Regions from separate parts of the Mus musculus genome. Here region 2 is linked to region 1. Evidence: chromatin contacts called from public promoter capture Hi-C data. All regions are on one chromosome and are shown on one strand. Each heading gives the region's core, a stretch centred on a gene start, on an enhancer-like site or on the middle of the called end of the contact. The rest is flanking DNA. Distances are from core to core; before and after follow the strand shown.

What was found. Promoter capture Hi-C pulls out the DNA fragments that hold promoters and counts their contacts.
Region 2: a contact with region 1 is called in a promoter capture Hi-C map of cranial neural crest. The contact joins the promoter of Atrn here to the promoter of Fahd2a in region 1. A contact is called at or near these places in 2 of 39 promoter capture datasets (cranial neural crest and pre-B cells).

What each region holds. Positions count from the first base shown.
Region 1 is chr2:127,441,536-127,446,044 of GRCm38.p6, forward strand. It overlaps Fahd2a (fumarylacetoacetate hydrolase domain containing 2A), which reads right to left and starts at 3,030. Exons shown (of 8, transcript NM_029629.2): 1 at 2,882-3,030; 2 at 339-589. The coding sequence starts at 583.
Region 2 is chr2:130,903,093-130,907,953 of GRCm38.p6, forward strand. Atrn (attractin) reads left to right here and starts at 3,403. Exons shown (of 29, transcript NM_009730.3): 1 at 3,403-3,875. The coding sequence starts at 3,469. It overlaps A730017L22Rik (RIKEN cDNA A730017L22 gene), which reads right to left and starts at 3,304. Exons shown (of 3, transcript NR_015523.2): 1 at 3,119-3,304.

The sequences.
Region 1 (4,509 bases), core at 1,780-4,279:
ATTAATCACCTCCTCTGAACCTCAGTTTCCCTCTCTTTAAATTGAAAGTGTTGTTTTATAAGGTCGTATACACCTCTAATTCAGTCCCAGCATTCAAGGGGTTAAGGCAGAAAGCTCTCCAGTTCAAAGCCCGCCTGGGCTACAGAGCAAGACCCTGTCTCAAAAATGCAAAGATTTATATTTCTATTAGCTCTTTACTAAAAGGACAAATGAAAGACAGACAGTGGGATCCCCTGCTCCTTTGCAGGGGAGCTAGCTACCTTCTGGTTCTGATTCTCGGGGCAGGAGAAGGGGATGGGAGGAGGGAGGAACTAGGGCAAGACTGCCTGCTTACTTACCTTCTTGCCACTGAAAGGGTGGTCTCTCCTTGCTCCAGGAACTGCACCATTGTCTTAGGGAGTGTTGAGTCAAAAGCATTTAAGTCTACAACTCCCCCACCAACCCCTGACTCCAGACCCAGGTGAGGCTCTTCCAGGTGAGGTGCCTGGAACTGTACCAGTCTCATGTTTCTGGAGGGTTGACAGGGCCTCTTCTGAACCTGCAGCAGAGCTGAGAACAGCCTCCTCCTCCCAAAGCCCAGCATCAAAGCCTAAAAGGAGAGAAGCAGCCACAGGAGACAGAGGACTATAGAACTGTCATGAAGATCCCTTCATGAAGGAAAGAAGCAGCCACAGGAGACAGAAGACTATAAACCGTCATGAAGATCCCTTCGCTCCTTTGCCCCAGCAAGCAGTCCCAGCATGCCACTTGGGAAGTGCTCGCACAGGTCATTTCACCCTGTCATACTTCAAAAAGCCAGAGTACAGATGACTAGGCCAGGCTTTAAGCTAGCTCCGGGGATCCCAGCCTTGCCTCAACCAGTGTTTCCTGAAAGTTCCCACCACTGCAGGCAAGTGGGAAACACAGCAGGCTAACTCGGACCTGCCGTCTTGCATGTGGGGTAACAGATATGAGCGACTGATGTACACAGGCCTCAGATGTTGAGATGATGTTATGAAGATGGCCAGGCCGCTACCTCTAGCTTTTAGAGGATGTCCCCCTTCACTGGGGAAGGCTAAGGTGTGCAGGACTAGGACTCAGCCCCAAGTTAGGCAAATGGCTATTGCTAGAAATGGCTTCCCAGCTACCTCATGCAACTTTTAAAAATACTTGGTCCTGTTGCCTTTTGAGTTAAACACTTTCTTCTGCTCACATGCTCAAGCTAGAACCCCAGCCAGCTTGGCTTAGGAGCTACCCTCCATCACCTCTAGTAGGTACCAGTTTCTGCTGCTGGTGAACAGGGAGACTCAGGGCACCAAGAGCCCAGATACTTGGCTTCACACATTGCTTAGCTATCTCCCTGGGTTCAGTAGCAATGTCTGTCTCTTTAACTACTGAGCCTACACTGTTGCTGCTGTGTATGGAACACAGGCTTGCACTGCCTCTGTCCACTGAACAGATGGAAGGTGCAAGGGACTTGACTTTTCACTTCTTGGAAAAGCCTAGTGATGATCAACTTTGGGACGTGGCCCATGTCTTCCTTCTTCAGATCCAGACCTCTTGGATACCATTGAAAAGGTTCAGGGCCTGCTATGAGTTCCAGGCTCCACCCAAAGTTAAGCTTCATTATCGTGCTGCCTTTGTTTTTAATGGTACAGGTGCCGGCCTGGAAGGCACATGCTAGCTTGAGCTATTCCCCAGATAATCTGCACTCTATATCCTCACTCATTCCCTTTCTTTGTCTTAATCTAGGTCTGGTCTTCATTCCCTGTCAGAGTCCTCTCCCTTCTGGATAGCTTTCTTTTAAAACCAGTGTGGGGCTAGGAAGACAGCATGGCTGGTAAAATGTTTCCACTGAAAGCCTGAAGATCAGTTAAATCCCCAGAACCCACATAAAAAAGTTTGTACACAGTGGTCTATGCTTGTAATCCCAGTGCCGGATAGGTGGAGACAGGTAGATTCCTGGGGCTTGCTAGCCAGCCAGTCTAGCCTAATTGTTGAGTTTCAGGCCAATGAAAAACTCTGTCTCAAAGACTAAAGTACGCGTACGCGCACACGCACACGCACACACACACACACACACACACACACACGTCTTTATACTAAAAATGAGAGAGACTGCTAGACGTAGCTCCGTCAGTTCAGGGCTCTTGGTCCTCACCTGGTTGAGCCAACCTACCCTGTTCAGGATCACCAGAGTGCCAGCTTGCAAGTCTGGCCAGAAAACCAAAGGCTTTCCATCTCCTGCTCTGTCGTTTTACACAAGTACCGCCATGCCACAGTCCAAAGGCTGGTCCAGCATATGTGACCAGTCACACCATACACTAAAACAGTACTGTCCCAGGGAAAGCCAAGTGTCTCACTTGTGAGGTCTACTATAATTCTCTTGACGGTGGCTTGGCAGGTGCTGCTGGTCCAGTTTTACAGATGAACAAGCCAAGGCTTGGATAGGGTAAGAGGGGTTTGGTTTGCCTAAGGTTCAAGGGTCTTACAGCTAAAAGAAAATTGGCATTTGAATCCATGTCTAGATGACATTGAAGTTCTTAATTCAAAAGCAAGATACTTCTCAAGCAAGATAATCTAGTTTCAATCCTGCCTACTCCTCTCAGGTCCTAACTGCTACCAGCCCATGGTCATGGCCGTGGAGGTAAGGCAGAACACCTGCTCTCTGATAACTCTAAGCCCCGCTGATGATGAATCTGTGACGGGCGCTCACAGGTTATTTCATTCTCTCGAATCACTATGACTCGCAGCACAAAGGTCCCTTAGCAAACAGCACAGCAATGGGCAGCTTGAGGCGCTGCGCCGTGCGTGTGACCCTGCTGATCTGGGAACCGAGGTCAGCCACTCGGCTCCCAACGTCCGGTTCAACTCCCTCTGAGTTGGCCTAGCCTCAGTTTACCTGGTCGTTGCAGCCGGACTTGTCCGGCTTCCTGCGCTGTCAGCGGACGCCTGCGGAGCCGCAGGACAAGAGGGGAGGGCGGAGAAGCCACAGCCAGTACCGCTGCAAGCACTTAACTCTTCTCCAAGGAATATAGGGACCGCCCCTTCGCAGTCGCGATATGGTGACGTCACGAAGCTGTCGCCACCAGGAGGACACCTGCTTCCTCCCGGAAGTCCGCCCTCCTGCTGTTAGGTACTTCTTTTAGCCACAGAACTTCCAGCAGGTGCCTAGTGTGTGCATTTGGGGAGACCGTGGCTGGCTCCAGGGTGACCCTGGGATACCCAGGCTCGGAGAGAGCGCATCCGACCTTTGAGCTTCTAATTCTGGCCAGGCGCTGCTTCTGGGCCAGGCACCTACTCATAGTTGTCCAGGAAGCACTCTGGTAGACAGTAACAAGTAGTTTTGTGCTCTAATGTTGACCCACCAAGGACAGGGATGTCTATATGTGTTGTATTCGTGGAGAAAACATAAAGGCTAGGAGTGATTTTGCCCATGATGGCTCCTGAGCCAGTAAGGGCTCGTCCAACCACTTATTTAGTTGTCTTGGCAGGTATGAAGCGATTCTGAAGGCAAAAGACACTTGTGTCCTTCCTTCAGCTACTGGGCTTTCCCCCATGAATCTTGTGTGCTGGGGGAAAGAAAAGACTGAAGCTTGTGTGTGCCAGCTAGAGGAGGAGTTTTGTCACCCAGTAAGCTATATCACAGATTTGGCAACTGGTCAGACTATCTTGTGGGATAGACTGGAACTGAGATAATGGTGGATCAATAACCGGCAAGACCACACCTTGACCAAGACTGCTTAGTTATGTACACCACTTGCTTTCTATTTGAGAATCTGAACCTCATGTCGGGACTCCAAAGATGGACTTTGGGGAGTCACTGAACCTTTTCCCCTTTCCTTTCTTGTCTTTTCTCTTTTCTTTCCAGTGTGACCACATTGGCAAAGTCGTAGCCAGCTTTTCACCATTTTTTCTTTAATGCACACAGTGAAGACAGATGGTGGCCTGTCTACTTTTTAGGCTTGTCAGGGCTCACCAACTTCACCTACTTGTAGCAGCACCCTGTTCTTCACGAACCTTATTTTAGGGGGAAAAGGGTGTGTGTGGGGTGATGGGCAAGTCCAGGCAGCAGGCATTCGGGTGGAAACATCCTCTACAACCACACCCCGAGTCCTCTGGCCTATGAAAATGTAAAGGGGACTCTGAGAAGGAGCCTCCTAAGTGAATCAAGGTCCAGACAGAGCATCCGAGGCTTCCATTGCCCCAGGAAGAAGCACAGGCTTTTATTAGATTCCTCTTATTTTTTCCCAGTGAGGCTTTTTTTTTTTTTTTTTTTTTTTTTTTTTTTTTTTTGGTTTTGGTTTTTTGAGACAGGGTTTCTCTGTGTAGCCCTGGCTGTCCTGGAACTCACTCTGTAGACCAGGCTGGCCTCGAACTCAGAAATCCGCCTGCCTCTGCCTCCTGAGTGCTGGGATTAAAGGCATGCACCACCACACCTGACTTCTTTTTTCTTTTAACACCAATGTTTTCAATCCTAGAAAAAGACCAGGGCTTTCCTTCCTGTGTGATTTTGTTTTTCTTCTTCAT
Region 2 (4,861 bases), core at 2,153-4,652, 3.5 Mb after region 1:
CTCAGAGATCCACCTACCCCTGCCTCCCAAGTGCTGGGATTGAAAGAGCATGTGTTACTACCCCTAGGTGAGTATTTTTGTTTGTTTTAAATTTATTACTGTGTGTGCTCATGTTATGGGATGAGTATGGAGGTCTGAAGACAATGTTGTGGAGTCAGCTCTCTCCTTCTACCTTTATACAGGTTTCAGGGGTTGAACTTAAGTTGCCAGCTTTACACGGCAAGCATCTTTACCCACTGAGCCAACCCTTTCTGGTTTTTGTTTTTTTTTTTTTTATTAAAAATCTTTTAAATAGGATCTGTCTATTATGTATCTCTGATTTGTCCTGGAACTTACTCTGTAGACCAGGCTGGCCTCACAAAGATCCACCTGCCTCTGCCTCCCCAGTGCTGGGACTGGAGTCATGTACCACCATGAGTAGTCTCACCAGCCCTTTCTTGATGAATTCTTAATTGGGTCTACATCACTAGACCTCTTGTCCTTGTTGAAAGTGAGTTACAGGATATGTTAGTTTTTTGTTGTGTAACCAGTCATTCCCATTACTGGCTTAAACAAGTACTCTTACTTATTTTGCTCATATACTAGTAACTTGTGTTTGGCAGGGAGTCCTTGTCTTGGCTACTTGATTATCTGGTACTCAAGTGAGACGTCTTGAGTGGCTGTAGATTAGAAAGGTTGGAGCATAGCTACCTTCTAGTATGGCAATTTCAGAAAAGTGGAATTCTTTGATGGCCCCTGGCTTTCCCCAGAGCAAGTGTTCCGAGACAGCTGGAAAGAATCGTCAAGATTTTGTGTGACCCAGGAATCTCAGACTGGAAAATCCCAGAAAGGCTTCCTCTCTTCATGGCAGGAGACAGTGTTAGCCTCTTTTGTGCTTCTGTGAGCAAAATGCCCTGGCAAAAGCAACTTAAGGGAAGAAGTATCTATTTTGGCTCTTGTTAACAGAAGGATTTCAGTCTCTCACACAGGGAAGGCGTGGCAGAGTTCCCAGCTGTCTGTGGCAGAGAGACGCATGGAGTGGAGGATGGCTTACATGGTAGCAATACAGAATAAGGGAAAGCAAGGAGAACCAGAGGCAGGAGCACGCTCCAAGGCAGCGCAGCCCACAGGCTTCCAAACAGTGCCAGAAGCAGGGAGCTAAGGGTAAAACAGGAGCGGGGGCCGTGGGGAGAGGGGGAGAGGCGGGCACGGGGATAGGTGAGATTCAATAGGAGACGTTGTAACTGTGTAGTCTACCACATGACCATGGTAGGTCCATGTCTCCTGCTTCCTTCTTTCATCATATACAGCCGTATGTAGAACACAGTAGAGGAGAAAGAGAAAAGACAAAGAAATGAACAAATGTGAAGACTGGAATCTGGTTTGGAGCCCTGGGATAGCTGGGGTGAGGCTGCTGTGTATGCAGTTCAGCTCTACCAGGCCTTCAGGGGATGCAGAGTGAGCAAGGTCAGGGCCTGCGCTGGACACTGGTGTCTGACTATGGGTGCACTCCAATTCTCTACTCCCAGGTTAATCAGAGAGGTTTCATACATGTATGTGAGGTTTTCTTTGTTTTCCAGGACCAGGTGCCCAAACTCTCAAGTACCTGCATAAGTATACTCTGCACAGCCCAAGATTATGAGGCAAAGTTCTGATTAGCCTCTCTAAAGCAGGCTGAAACATTGCTTGAAAGAGCAATGGGCCTCTCACTGGATGAGACACAGGAAAGATTTGTTCCTATTTAGATAATGTAGACTTGATGAGAAATCTTGCTTGTCAACTTGACTGTATCTGGGATCAACAACAACACAAGCACATAGGCATTCTTGGGAAGAACTGGTTTTTCTTTTTAAGACTAGGATTCTCTATGTAGCCCTGGCTGTTCTGGAATTCACTCTGTAGACCAGGCTGGCCTCACAGAGATCCACCTGCCTCTGCCTCTCAAGTGCTGGGATTAAAGGTGTGGGCCACCATTTCTTGGGCATGAAGAATTGTCTTAATCAGATTACCTGAAGCAGGAAGACTCATTCTAAATCTGTGTAGCACTTTCTCATGGCAGATAAGAGGACAGAGAAGAAGAAACTTTGCTTTCTGTCTGCTTGTTCTTATTCTTGGAGGGAAGGTCATCTATCAAGTTTCTGCAGCGTTACCTCACTGATATTAGAACTGACTTCTTTGGATCAGCAGTGAGATCTCCAGGAATCTTTTAGGACTCCAGCACCGAATTGGGACTGTGGAGTCCAGTCTTGTGGATCAAGCACCTTTCTAGGGTGGGACAGCCATTGTTGAACTACTTGGACTGCATCCTGTAAGCCAACTAAATAGATCTCTATCTATCTATCTATCTATCTATCTATTCTTTTAGTGGAACAACTCAGATGGCTAAAACAACCCATATGGCTTCTTCACTCAGTGACTGTTCTTCCAGCTATAAGCTTACCAGATTCATTTGCCTGGGACCTTTTCTCTCCATATGACCTCTGTATGAATCTTTCCAAGGTGGAAGAGCAGGAGAATCCCAGGACAACAAATAAACAAATACCTCCCAAACCAGACCAAGCAACAAAAGAAACAAAAAATAAGATCAGAGCTGGAACTGACACGTTATCTCTTTACCATATCCTTCTATCGGTTTAATATAGTCAAGGTCCAGCGTACATTCCAGGGTAGTGGCCCATACAAGGTTATGCTATTGGGAAGTATGTATCATTGGGAGTAGGAGAGGCACTGGCGTTAGCAAGAAGGGTGTGCAAGCTGAGAGCGCTCCCGGTAATTCTGGGCTGTTCTTTCTTCAGAGAATATGGATAGGTCGTGGGGTACAAGATAATGCTAAACTTCTCCTGCAGAATTTAAGGTACACATAGACATGGTCTGCCACTGGTTCAATCCGCTCGCTATCAAGGAAAGCCTGGCTGTGTGTGCATTCAGTCAGTTACACATCTATTCATATGCAGGTGCTTAATTAACACACGTGCCATTTTGTTATCCCTAGTTTAGAAACGCGAATGCAGTAAGTACTACTTCTTCAGGTCTCAGCTAGCAACACACGACATCATTAGCCTTTTGGGTCCGGTTTCTCACCAAAATGGAGTTGGGGTTATAAGCTGAGCTTTGGAGGCGTCCAAAGGGTAACACTTACCACAGTCAGCTTGTCTAGCAGAGCCAGGCAGCCACTGTAAGGAGGTACTGGCTAACTCGTCGTAGCGCGGTGCGGAAAGCAAAGAGCCTCCGTAGACTAGGCGATGTTCATCCGCGCTAAGACCCTGGCATTGAGCAGGTCTACATGCTGGGCACGCCGGAAGACCACGGCCCTGGTCCCGCCCCCGCGCATGCCAGCCCCGCCCCTGCCCGACGCACAGCGGGAGCCCCGCCTTGGATATGGACCCGCCGGGCCACCGTCGCCCGGCCCCGCCTAGCACGGCCAGGCGAAGGGGAGCCGGCGTGCGGGGTGTGTATGTGTTCGCTGGGCGCCGGCTCAGCCCCAGGAAGATGGTGGCGGTGGCGGCGGCGGCGGCGACTGAGGCGCGGCTGAGGGGGAGCACGACGGCGACAGCAGCGCCTGCGGGCAGGAAGGGCAGGCAGCACCGACCCTGCACCGCGACAGGGGCCTGGAGGCCGGGACCGCGCGCCCGGCTGTGTCTACCGCGGGTGCTGTCGCGGGCGCTGCCCCCGCCGCCGCTGCTGCCGCTGCTCTTTTCGCTGCTGCTGCTGCCGCTGCCCCGGGAGGCCGAGGCCGCTGCGGTGGCGGCGGCGGTGTCGGGCTCGGCCGCAGCCGAGGCCAAGGAATGTGACCGGCCGTGTGTCAACGGCGGCCGCTGCAACCCTGGCACCGGCCAGTGCGTCTGCCCCACGGGCTGGGTGGGCGAGCAATGCCAGCACTGCGGGGGCCGCTTCAGGTGAGTGCGGGTGGGGAGTGCAGGCCCAGCCTGATGTTCCAGGCCCAAGGCAGGTGCAGGGCTTGAAATCGCGAGGGTAGAATTTGCCCCACTGTGTTTGATGATGGCTTGCCTCCTGGAGGGATGTTCATTTGGTGGCCTTCGGGTCTGCCTGTGGTGGAAGATTGAGAAGGAACGGGAACACTCGGGAGGCATTTGTTGCTGTGGGTTAGATGTGGGTCCTGAAGAGTATAAAAGCCCACCTCGAAAACGGGCTTATTTAGGATAAATGAGGTATCAAGGAAACGGTGAGTGAGTGAGTTCTTCAGCACTTGCCTTTGACCAGCCCAAGAGATTGGAGATATGTGTGTCTGGAAGAAGTACAGCCGAGGAAGTGACATGTTGGGTGAAAATAGAAGGTAAGGCTGGGTTGTAAGATTTCAGGGATAAAAGTACCATTGGTTGTTGTTCCAAGGAAAGTGAAGAAACTAGTTTTTGGATCCTCACTGTTGGCCTATTGGAACGGGGTTGTCTAGAGAGGAGAATCCTATTAGCCCTAGATTCTCCACAACATGCAGTTGGCTTGGTTTGGGGCAGAACCTCTTGGAGAGATCACTTTTTAATTAGCTTTTATCTATTATTTGCTTCTGTTGTGAGAGAATTTTTGGATAATGCACACAGGTAGATCCATCATCCAGAGTTTGATGTGGTCCACAAGAAGTTAGGAACACAGCAAGGGGAAGTTATAAGACCTACAGTGTCATCCATATCTCAGGCAGATATTTGTTGACTGGGTTCCCCATTTGACGTGGGAAAGTGAGGGAATGTGAACGTGGCGTAGGATTGATTCTTGCTCCAATTGATCTTATGTTCTAGTGAGGGCTGACAGGCAGTCAACACGTAACTAGGCAAAAGGAATGAGCAGGATAATTTCAGATAGTGGTAAATGCTAAAAGCAAAATACAAACAGGTGGTCGGTCTTCCAGGATTCCGATAAGTGGTGACAT